Regions from separate parts of the Ovis aries genome. Here region 1 is linked to region 2. A link is a contact called in public Hi-C data. All regions are on one chromosome and are shown on one strand. Each heading gives the region's core, a stretch centred on a gene start, on an enhancer-like site or on the middle of the called end of the contact. The rest is flanking DNA. Distances are from core to core; before and after follow the strand shown.

Region 1 (5,497 bases), core at 2,955-5,454, 280 kb before region 2:
AAAGAAAAAGAGGCTGACTGAGGAGAAAAGAGTCCAAATTTGAAGAAGCAACCTACATGGGGGGTGAGTTTCCAGGGTCCCCTCTATACCCCTGTTTTTCTTGTACTTTTGACCCAAGGGTATGCTCAAGTCATGGTCCCTATGGAGTCTCCAGTCAAGAAGGGAAATCAAGAGTTCTAAAAGAAATGCTAAAGGAATTTCTTCAGGCAGAAGGAAGATGCTATAAGAGGAAAACCCGGGACTTCAGGAATGAGGAAGAGCATCAGATATGGTAAATATCTGCACCAATAAAAACCTATTTCTCTCTCCATAAAACATGTACGACAACTGAAAGCAGAACTCATGACTGTACGGTTCACATTTCCATGTATGTAGATATAGTATATTTGACAACTATAACACAGAGAGGGCAAAGTAAAGACCAATAGGGCTTTAAGTCCCCTACCTGTTACTTGAAACAGTGACAGATTTTAGTTTCTTGGGCTCCAAAATCACTGTGGACAGTGACTGCAGCCACAAAATGAAAAGACACTTGCTTCTTAGAAGAAAAGCTATGATAAATCTAGACAGTGTATTAAAAAGCAGAGACATCACTTTCCCAACAAAGGTCAATATAGTCAAAGCTATATAGTTTTTCCAGCAGTCATGTACGGATGTGAGAGTTAGACCAGAAAGAAAACTGAGCGCCCAAGAATTGATGCTGTAGTGCTGCAGAAGGCTTGAGAGTCCCTTGGACAGCAAGGAGATCCAACCAGTCCATCCTAAAGAAAATCAGTCCTGAATATTCATTGGAAGGACTGATGCTGAAGCTGAAACTAATACTTTGGCCATCTGATGCCAAGAGCTGACTCATTGGAAAAGACCCTGATGCTGGGAAAGATTGAGGGCAGGAGGAGAAGGGAACGACAGAGGATGAGATGGCTGGATGGCATCACTGACTTCATGGACATGAGTTTGAGCAAGCTGCAGGAGTTGGTGATGGACAGGGAAGGCTGGCGTGCTGCAGTTCATAGGGTTGCAGAGCTGGACACAACTTAGAGACGGAACAACAACAATGGCAACATGTTACTTGAAGTAGTAAAATATTACCTCTAAGCAGACAAAATTGCACTCATCTCACACGCTAGTAAAGTAATGCTCAAAATTCTTCAAGCCAGGCTTCAGCAATATGTGAACCGTGAACTTGCAGATGTTCAAGCTGGTTTTAGAAAAGGCAGAGGAACCAGAGATCAAATTGCCAACATCCGCTGGATCATGGAAAAAGCAAGAGAGTTCCAGAAAACATCTATTTCTGCTTTATTGACTATGCCAAAGCCTTTGACTGTGTGGATCACAATAAGCTGTGGAAAATTCTGAAAGAGATGGAAATACCAGACCACCTGACCGGCCTCTTGAGAAATCTGTATGCAGGTCAGGAAGCAACTGCAGGTCAGTTAGAACTGGACATGGAACAACAGACTGGTTCCAAATAGGAAAAGGAGTACGTCAAGGCTGTATATTGTCACCCTGCTTATTTAACTTATATGCAGAGTACATCATGAGAAACGCTGGACTGGAAGAAGCACAAACTGGAATCAAGATTGCTGGGAGAAATATCAATAACCTCAGATATGCAGATGACACCACCCTTATGGCAGAAAGTGAAGAGGAACTAAAAGCCTCTTGATGAAAGTGAAAGAGGAGAGTGGAAAAGTTGGCTTAAAATTTAACATTCAGAAAGCAAAGATCATGGGATCCAGTCCCATCACTTCATGGGAAATAGATGGGGAAACAGTGGAAACAGTGCCAGACTTTATTTTTGGGTCTCCAAAATCACTGCAGATGGTGACTGCAGCCATGAAATTAAAAGACGCTTACTCCTTGGAAGAAAAGCTATGACCAACCTAGACAGCATATTCAAAAGCAGAGACATTACTTTGCCGACTAAGGTCCGTCTAGTCAAGGCTATGGTTTTTCCAGTAGTCATGTATGGATGTGAGAGTTGGACTGTGAAGAGGGCTGAGCACCAAAGAATTGATGCTTTTGAACTGTGGTGTTGGAGAAGACTCTTGAGAGTCCCTTGGACTGCAAGGAGATCCAGTCCATTCTGAAGGAGATCAGCCCTGGGATTTCTTTGGAAGGAATGATGCTGAAGCTGAAACTCCAGTACTTTGGCCACCTCATGCGAAGAGTTGACTCATTGGAAAAGACTCTGATGCTAGGAGGGATCAGGGGCTGGAGGAGAAGGGGACGACCGAGGATGAGATGGCTGGATGGCATCACTGACTCAATGGACGTGAATCTGAGTGAACTCCGGGAGTTGGTGATGGACAGGGAGGCCTGGCGTGCTGCGATTCATGGGGTCGCAGAGAGTCGGACACGACTGAGTAACTGAACTGAACTGAGACAAAATGTCCATATATTATATATGATAAAATTATATACTATATATAATTCATATATATATAAATTGCTTATATGGTAAGTCCTAAAGCACCACAGTGGCACCCCACTCCAGCACTCTTGCCTGGAGACTCCCACGGATGGAGGAGCCTGGTGGGCTGCAGTCCATGGGGTCGCTAAGAGTCGGACAGGACTGAGTGACTTCATTTTCACTTTTCACTTTCATGCATTGGAGAAGGAAATGGCAACCCACTCCAGTGTTCTTGCCTGGAGAATCCCAGGGACGGGGGAGCCTGGTCGGCTGCCGTCTATGGGGTCGCACAGAGTCGGACACAACTGAAGCGACTTAGCAGCAAAGCACCACTAAAACTAAAAAACTAAACAAAATCAAAAATGTCAAAGGCAAGAAGCCAACAGAAAAACTGAAATGGATACTTTTAATTCAAATTGAAGTTAATCAATAATATTAAATATCCAAACACTCTAAAGTGAAAGTCACGTGTGACTCTTTGCAACAGTCCATGGAATTCTCCAGGCCAGAATACTGGGGTGGGTAGCCGTTTCCTTCTCCAGGGGATCTTCCCAACCCAGGGATTGAACCCACGTCTCCTGCATTGCTGGCAGGTTCTTTACCAGCTGAGACACAAGGGAAGCCTAAGAACACTGGAGTGGGTAATCTATCCCTTCACTGGCGGATCTTCCAGACCCAGGAATCAAACCAGGGTCTCCGGCACTGCAGGCAGATTCGTTACCAACTGAGCTATCAGCGAAGCCCGAAAGCAACATAACAGAAGATGTAAAATAGAGGAACAAAAATTAGGGTGGAAAACAAAACACGAGAAATCCACTTTAAACGTAAAAGCAGAGATAGGTTACAAGTAAAAGGATGGAGAAAAGTATCCTGTACTGGACTGGCTGTACTATCATCAGACAAAGCAGATTCAGAGCAAGAACTATTTCAGAGATAAAGAGGGACATTTCATGAAAACAAAGAGCTCAATTTGCCAAGAAGATATAGCAATCTTAAATGTGTACACCCCTAACAACAGAATTTCAAAATATGCGAAGCAAACACTCAAAGGAATGAAAAGATAGAGCCACAGTTACAGGTGGAGATGTCTGCACGCTTCTCTCAGTAATCAATTACTGAGATTAGACAGATTAGCCAGAACAATTAGCCAGAAGACCAGCAAGCTCACAGAAGAACAACAACATGACCAGCCATCTTGACCTGAATGATATTTCTATGGAACACTTTACCCAATGGCACAATACATCTTCTTTCCAAACGCACGTGGAGCATTCACCACAACAAATCATATTCCACACCACAAAGAAACCTTAGCAAACGTAAAAAATTGAAAGCCAGCTGTATTCTCTGAACATAGTTGAGTTAATCTAGAAATCAGTAACAGAAAGATACTTGGAAAATGCTAGTATTTTTCATCAGTAGAGTATCTGTATGTTTACATATTACTTTTCTCTTTTGTATACTTGAAATTTTCATAGTAAAACGTAAACTAAAACTTTAAATGTTTAAACTAGTACAGAAGGATAGCTTGGTGAGAATTAAAATAATGAGAACCCCTTCTTACGACTAGATTGTTACCGGAGACCCTGGTAAAACTCACAGGAGAGACGGGGCAGATGGGAGGAACATGAAGACCCCTCCTAAACTCTCCCCCCAAATCAGCAATACTCAAGAACATCATAGAATTGTCAATAGCAAATGAAACCTGCAATGTAGACTGTTAAGTTGCGAAACATAAGCCGTGGTTTTGGTTGTCTGTGACCTTTGGTAAAGGTCGATAATACAGGAAAACGTTTCATGAGTAATATTGATTCAGCCCATGGAGAACATCTCCTGCTTCGGCTCACAGCTCCGCCCACTCCTTGCCCCTCAACATGAAATATCTTGGTCAAGTTCCATCTAAGCTTAGCAGCCACAGCTATTTTCAGGGCATGGTAATGAGCAGACCCTGAGTCCCAGCTGTGGGAATATGGGCACAACATCTGACTGCTCAGCCTCGGTTTTCCTATCTGGGAACTACAGGCAATTAACCCCCTTAACAAAGACTGTGAGGATGAAAGAAGATAATTGGTACGGAAATACTGTCAGCAGGAAAAGCACCTCACAAATGATTTATTGCTACAGACACCAGTCTCGTGATATCAAGCTGGTGCTCACCTTGGATCAGTTTCCATCATCCTCCGAGAAATGGTGTGACCTGAGTCAGTGAGTCACCCTTACTACAGGAAGGGCAGAGATGGCCAGCTGACCACGCAGGTCCCTGCTCCCCATCCCATAGTGAAGAGCTGGTGCTAGAAAGTGGCTGGCCAGCCAGAAACTGCATTTCCCAGCACCCTTGGCATCCATGTGTGACCAAGGGTCTAGTTCTTGCCACTGAAGCTGACGTGCTTCCTCTTTGCTCTTTTCTCTCCTGCTAGCTGGCCAAACATGTAGGGAAAATGACCAGAACCAGCTAATGGGCAGCCACAAGGCAGGAAGACCCCGAGCCCCTGAGTCAGCACAGGGAAGCAGAGGCATCCAGTCACCTGTCTAGGGCCATCACAAGAACACTCAGTAAGCACCCATGATGTTGACACATGCCTTTCTGGAACATGCAATAAAGAAGTTGGGATGACCTTAACAAGGCTACATGATGCTTCTAGGTTTAATTCCTCTGCCAAGCTTTTGTGGTCGTAGTCATGGTCCCAAGGTAATCTGTGCCTCAGTTACCTCACAAGTATGAATGGTAACAGTTCTTGTTGTGAACTCTGGCCTGTTGTGAGAGTTAACTGAGGTCATGCATACAAGGTGCCAATGTCCAATAAATGTTGAGTGGTAAAGAATCTGCCTGCAATGCAGGAGACGGAAGAGACGCTGGTTCGATCCCTGGGACAGGAAGATCTCCTGGAGTAGGAAATGGCAACCCACTCCAATATTCTTTCCTGGAAAATCCCATGAACAGAGGCGCCTGGCAGGTGACAGCGTACAGCATCACAGAGGCAGACACAACTGGGCGCACACACACACAAACACTATTATTATTAACAGCATAGAATTACCAAGCCTTTTTAGAAAATTCATTCATTCCAGAAAAAATGTCTAACT
Region 2 (5,341 bases), core at 483-2,982:
AGCTAACCCCCAGCTCTCCTTGTTCCTAGGCAGGTGGTCCTTCTGCACCATATTGCTTTCAGTCTTGTTGTTTGTTTACTAGAAGAGCTATGATAAGATGATCTCGTTCCTAATTTGGTACAAGCTTTAATAAGTCGTGTGACTATAGGATAGTTCTTAACTTCCCAGGGTTTTCATTTCCTCATCTCTAAAAGCCTTGGACGGAGTGATCTTTTAAGCTCTAATTTTACGTGATCGTCAAACATGTGGGTCTGAAAATCAGAATACACTGCAGTCATTTTGCCCAAGAATTCTGTTTCTAAGAAGCTGTACCCAGCTATGAACTCAAGACCATGTAGGTTGTCACTGTAACTTAAAGTCTTTAGAGGCCAGGATTTTAGATAATTCATCCATACAAATTTACCTGTCAGTAACGAGAAACAAGCCTAAAGCCTGATACACTTGACACAGAGTCCCTCACAACAATGTTATGTTCTCAGGAAATTTTGGAGATGAGCCAAGAAGGCTGTTGCTGAGCATTGAAAAATCGAAGAAGGGACTGGTGTTAAGGCCCATCTGGGGTGGCAGGAAGATTGCCTTTCTCTGCTAACCAGCACCAGAGTCTGTCACCAGTGACAGGAGGGAAGGGCAGTAAGGAATCTGGTATAAAACACACGAGAAATTAGAGACTTGTGATCATGATTAGAAAATCAAATATTATTTTGCAATACCAAACTTTATAACAGAATCAACAGTATTAAATTTGCACTCCAAATCAGAAAAGAAACAAAACAGTGTAGGAGAAAGCTTTAGAAATGGAAGCAGACAGGAACCAAAGAGAAATAGATCTTTTTTTATACGTTTGCCTAAAACCAGTGGTGTTTGCTTTTAAACTTACTCACATCTTGTCCTTCGCTCACAATAGAAAAATCTTTCTTTCCTTCCAGAGATTGGAGAAGATTGCAGTAAAGGGCAAAATGTATGTGTGTCCTCTGGGATTAGACAGTGGAGACGATTGTAGTAGAGGGCAAAAGGTATGTGTGTCCTTTCGGGTTAGATCCTCCATTCAAAAATGACGGGACCTTAAAAATTATATGGCCTTCGCAACAAGTTTGTGCCTTAATTTCCTCCTCTGTAAAATAGGTATAACAATGGTGCTTTTTACGTGGGACTGAAGACTAAATGAGGCAATATGGAAAAAGGTTTTAGCAAAATGAGTATCATATATCAAGTGCTCAGTTAATCTTAGCTACTATTCTCATTCTGACAATAGCATTCAAGAAGCAGAAAGGAGCTACCAGTGTGCTATGCTACGCCTGCAAGTGGCTGTTGGTGACTCCTGGCTGCTCTGCCACGTTTCTCTCACACACACACATGTATAGGCTGCGCCGGGTATTCGTTGCTACCTGTGGCTTCCTCTAGTTGCAGGGAGTAGGGGCTACTCTTTGTCTTGCTGTGGAGTAAGGACTCTAGAGGGTGCAGGCTCAGTAGCTGCAAGACACCGGCTTCTCTAACTGCCTGAAGCAGGCTTAGTTGCCCCGTGGCTTGTGGGATCTTAGTTCCCCAATCAGGGATCGAACTTCGTCCCCTGCATCGGAAGGCCAATTCTTAACTATTAGACCACCGGGGAAGTCCCTTGTCCGTATTAAATTGTGTGCAGAGATAATGATGTAGTCTGGCAGTCCCACTGAGGTCTGTGTTATTAATGTGTCAAGGTCAGTGACAGGGCAGGACACAGTGCCCGGAAATCTCACTGGGCATTTTGCTTTCGTTACCTGCTAGGTACTCTTGCCTGGAAACTCCCATGGTCGGGGGGGAGCCTGCTGGGCTGCAGTCCATGGGGTTGCACAGAGTCAGACATGACTGAGCGACTTCACTTTCACTTTTCACTTTCATGCATTGGAGAAAGAAATGGCGACCCACTCCAGTGTTCTTGCCTGGAGAATCCCAGGGACGGGGAAGGGCTGCCGTCTATGGGATCGCACAGAGTCGAACACGACTGAAGCGACTTAGCAGCAGCAGCAGCAGCAGCAGCAGGTAAGTTTGTCAGAATTCTAATGCTGAGTTTTGCTTCTTTATGGCAGAGTTTCATTTTGATATGCTTGTGCTTTATTAGCTGACTTTAGAACGGTTTGGTTAATCTTCCTTCTCTCTGGTGGGAGGAAAATATATATATGGTGTGTGTGTGTGAGAGTTTAAGTGGCTTCAGGCTTACTTCCCATATTGGGAAACTTGCCCTCAGTACCAAGAGAGTCTATGAAACAGTCCTTCAGCATTTGTGCAGCAAGCAGAAAAGAGGTGGATTCCCTTCCCAGCTGACTCATTGATCATGGTTTCTGCTGAATGGATTCAACTCAACAAATTTGGAATCACTGGTCAGAGACCAAGGTGAAAGTCCTGGGTGTTCTTTCCTGGGACTTTTATCAAGGAAAATTCAGCCCCTTAGATAGAATAGCAGGTTGGTTTTGAACCAGTCATCAGCGACAGTAATTATCATCCCTGTTTTACTAAACTGAGGGGTCATGAGGTTAAGTAACTTCCCACACACACGTTACTCACACAGCAAGTCAAAGGCAGAGCCTGAGATCAAACTTTGGCAGTCTGGCACCTGAGTCTGTGCCTTTATTTCCCTCTTCCACCTGTCTGCAAGTTAGGAGGTGCCTTTTTATTTTGACCAACTTTTTCGATAGAACTTTCAAATATGCAGATTTAAAAGTCTCTTTTGTTGAATCAAAATGACTTACAATAATTGATTTTAATGCTAAGGTGATTTGTACTCGTAAAAATTTTTTGATTTATTATTAGTTCCTTCAAAATTATTATAGAATTATAATATATTTTATTTCGTGACTGAACAATGAGACAGATGGTAGGAGGCACCCTTTTCCGCCCCTTATCTTCCCGTTGTGCTCCTAGTCATCCCTAAAAACCCAGGCGTCCACTACTTCCTCTGCTACTCCTGCAACAATACAGGCACTCATAACTGCACTCATCACTCTGCGTTGCGATTATTTGAGTATCTTTTATGACCCCTGCTCAGCAGGACAGGATCGATATTTTTCTTCATGTGAGCACTTGTGTAATAAAGTCAACAAAGAACAAATGTTCACTGAACTGTATTTGAGGAAAACATTTCAATAGCTTTCTTTTATGTGAAGTGCCTTTTTTGGCTGATCAGGAAATTTTAATATGAGGGAAATTTCTGGAATTACATGAACACTAATTTTCTTATAAAATTTCTCTTGTTTGAAACACCGAGTGTGAAAAAATGTAGAGTAACTTACCTGCGTTTATTCTAAAGAACTGTAGTCTTTGCATCATGGCATATTTGTAACCCATTCTTCGAACACTAATAACCTTGTGGCTATTCATGCTTATTTACTGTTCACTCTAAAATCTTTTTGACTCAAAGTTTTTAAGAGTTACATGGGATCAACTCGAAATCAACAAATGTATCCTTGCTTTTTTATTTTGCTTTCTACACACTGTCATCCCTCATTATAATTCTATGAAGTGAATGTCACTGTACACAGTATAAAATGTTTTGCATATATGTAAACACCAGAACCTAGGAGTGCTGTGTCGTAGCACAATTATACAAGTAGAAGCAAATACATTTATGCAACATAATGTAAACAGTTCACTGTTTTTTTGCAAGAATAAAAGCAAAATAATTATGTTGAATAGTCTTTAATTAAAATTAGTTGAAAACAAGTATAGCTCTATTATATTATGTTGTAACTCACCTAGCAGTCAATTTCTTCAGCTTTTCAAATCCACCAATGTATGTAATTTTAGCTGTTAAAAGTGTTACTTATTTAGCTTGAATTAAAGCAAAACTTAAGCTTATGCTATCTATTGACTGGTTTCTTAAGTAACTGTATTTTAAATTAAAGTTTGAAGTTTATTTATGCCATTCTCAAATGATTAGATGTGATTTCATATGTTTAAATTATAAACATATTGGTGTTTACAATATTCTTTATTATAAGCAGTATGGATCCTGGATCTCAGATTTCCTAGGAGGCTTCTAGGAACTTGTGGTAAATACTTACTAGAGGATATGAGCTTTCATTTTCTATTTTAATCTTTATTCTTTTAGAAAGAGATATTATTTAATTCTCCTATATTTACATTTTCATATGATATTGCAGAAGAGACAGTGAATTTATGGAACCTAACTTCCAAATTCCAAAAGACATTTTATATTGTGAATCTTTGCCTATAATGAAAGTCTATTGAACCAGCTGAAGCAGTCACAGGATACCGAAAGAACAATTTCCTCTCTTATACTACATTTATAACTAGTTTTGAAGATTTCAAAGAGACAATCTAGAACCAAACTATTTTTGCAAATAGTCTTGAAGAAATTTTTCTCTCATGTGCATGCTTTCATGTGTAAAAGGAAACCATAACTTTTGTGAAATCATCTTGCTTTTCAAATGTATGTTTGTGTTTAAGTGTGTGGCTTGCCCAGTTTAAAAACCACAAGGGGAAAATTATTTAATGGCGTGCAACCACACAGACTTCACAGACTGAGATTTTCTTGTTTTGTGTGTCTGCATGAGATTTGTTTTGCATACTGCTAAATATCCAGAAAAATTTTAATAGCAATTATGGTTTTCTCTATATTCAGCCATCATCCAGGCATTTTAACAGGTGTGGGAATGGACAAACGAAGGAAATGTAATCTTTCATCTCTGAAGTGCCTGAATCTTTCAAATGCCTCCCCTGGCAAGCAGTTCACACTCTTGGTGCTTTGCTCCAGCAAACAGCAAAGCTAACTTTGGTCACTACCAGCGCTTCCTTTTGTGCAAGTCCAAGTTGACCCTGTTCGACTTATGTTCCAGCCATTTGTGCCGGTTTCTCTCTGGGGCTTAGAGTGCATTCAACAGACATGCGGGCCTTTGATTTATTGGTCACAAACAAAACCTAAAACTCTTCCAAGAGGATAAAACTCATCTTTGTTTCAGCTTATGTTAGCAGGAAAAGATGTTTTAGACTGATGGAGACTTTGGAGCTTATTTTGAACTTACTGCCTGGTGCCTTCAAGCAGTGGGATCAATATTTTGAGACTTTTTTTTCGAAGCCCCATAATTCCGAATTGGTCTCAACAAGTGGAATTAAACTCTATTTGGCGTTAGCAATTCAAACCTTCAATATTTCTTTCAATATATGATTCAAAGTCAATCATACCTGCTCATCAATGTATTTAGGTTTTGTTTGATGCACAGGCGTTTCAGTCATTTGTAAAAGCCTTGACTGCTTATGCTCAGGAAAAGAGAGTAAGCTCATTATAAAAAGAAGTCCAAACGTTATGACATTGTTTGTAGAAAGTCAAGCTCTTGGACTATGGAGAGCC

The links. Hi-C and Micro-C count contacts between places; a contact is called where the count stands out from the background.
Region 1: a Hi-C map of liver shows a contact between it and region 2, with 3 times the contacts expected there. The contact joins the enhancer-like site here to the promoter of HOMER1 in region 2. A contact is called at or near these places in 4 of 16 Hi-C or Micro-C datasets (blood, liver and tail adipose tissue).

Annotation. Positions count from the first base shown.
Region 1 is chr7:10,806,563-10,812,059 of ARS-UI_Ramb_v3.0, reverse strand. No RefSeq gene overlaps it. Among named protein-coding and RNA genes, the nearest start is that of MTX3, 120 kb to the left of the region's middle. Within about 2 kb of position 4,204, at least 3 of the 54 cell types and tissues checked have an H3K27ac peak or open chromatin away from gene starts, as enhancers often do. A contact at or near this core is called in liver, where this site is marked.
Region 2 is chr7:10,527,147-10,532,487 of ARS-UI_Ramb_v3.0, reverse strand. It overlaps HOMER1 (homer scaffold protein 1), which reads left to right and starts at 1,732. Exons shown (of 9, transcript XM_060418526.1): 1 at 1,732-2,016. The coding sequence starts at 1,874.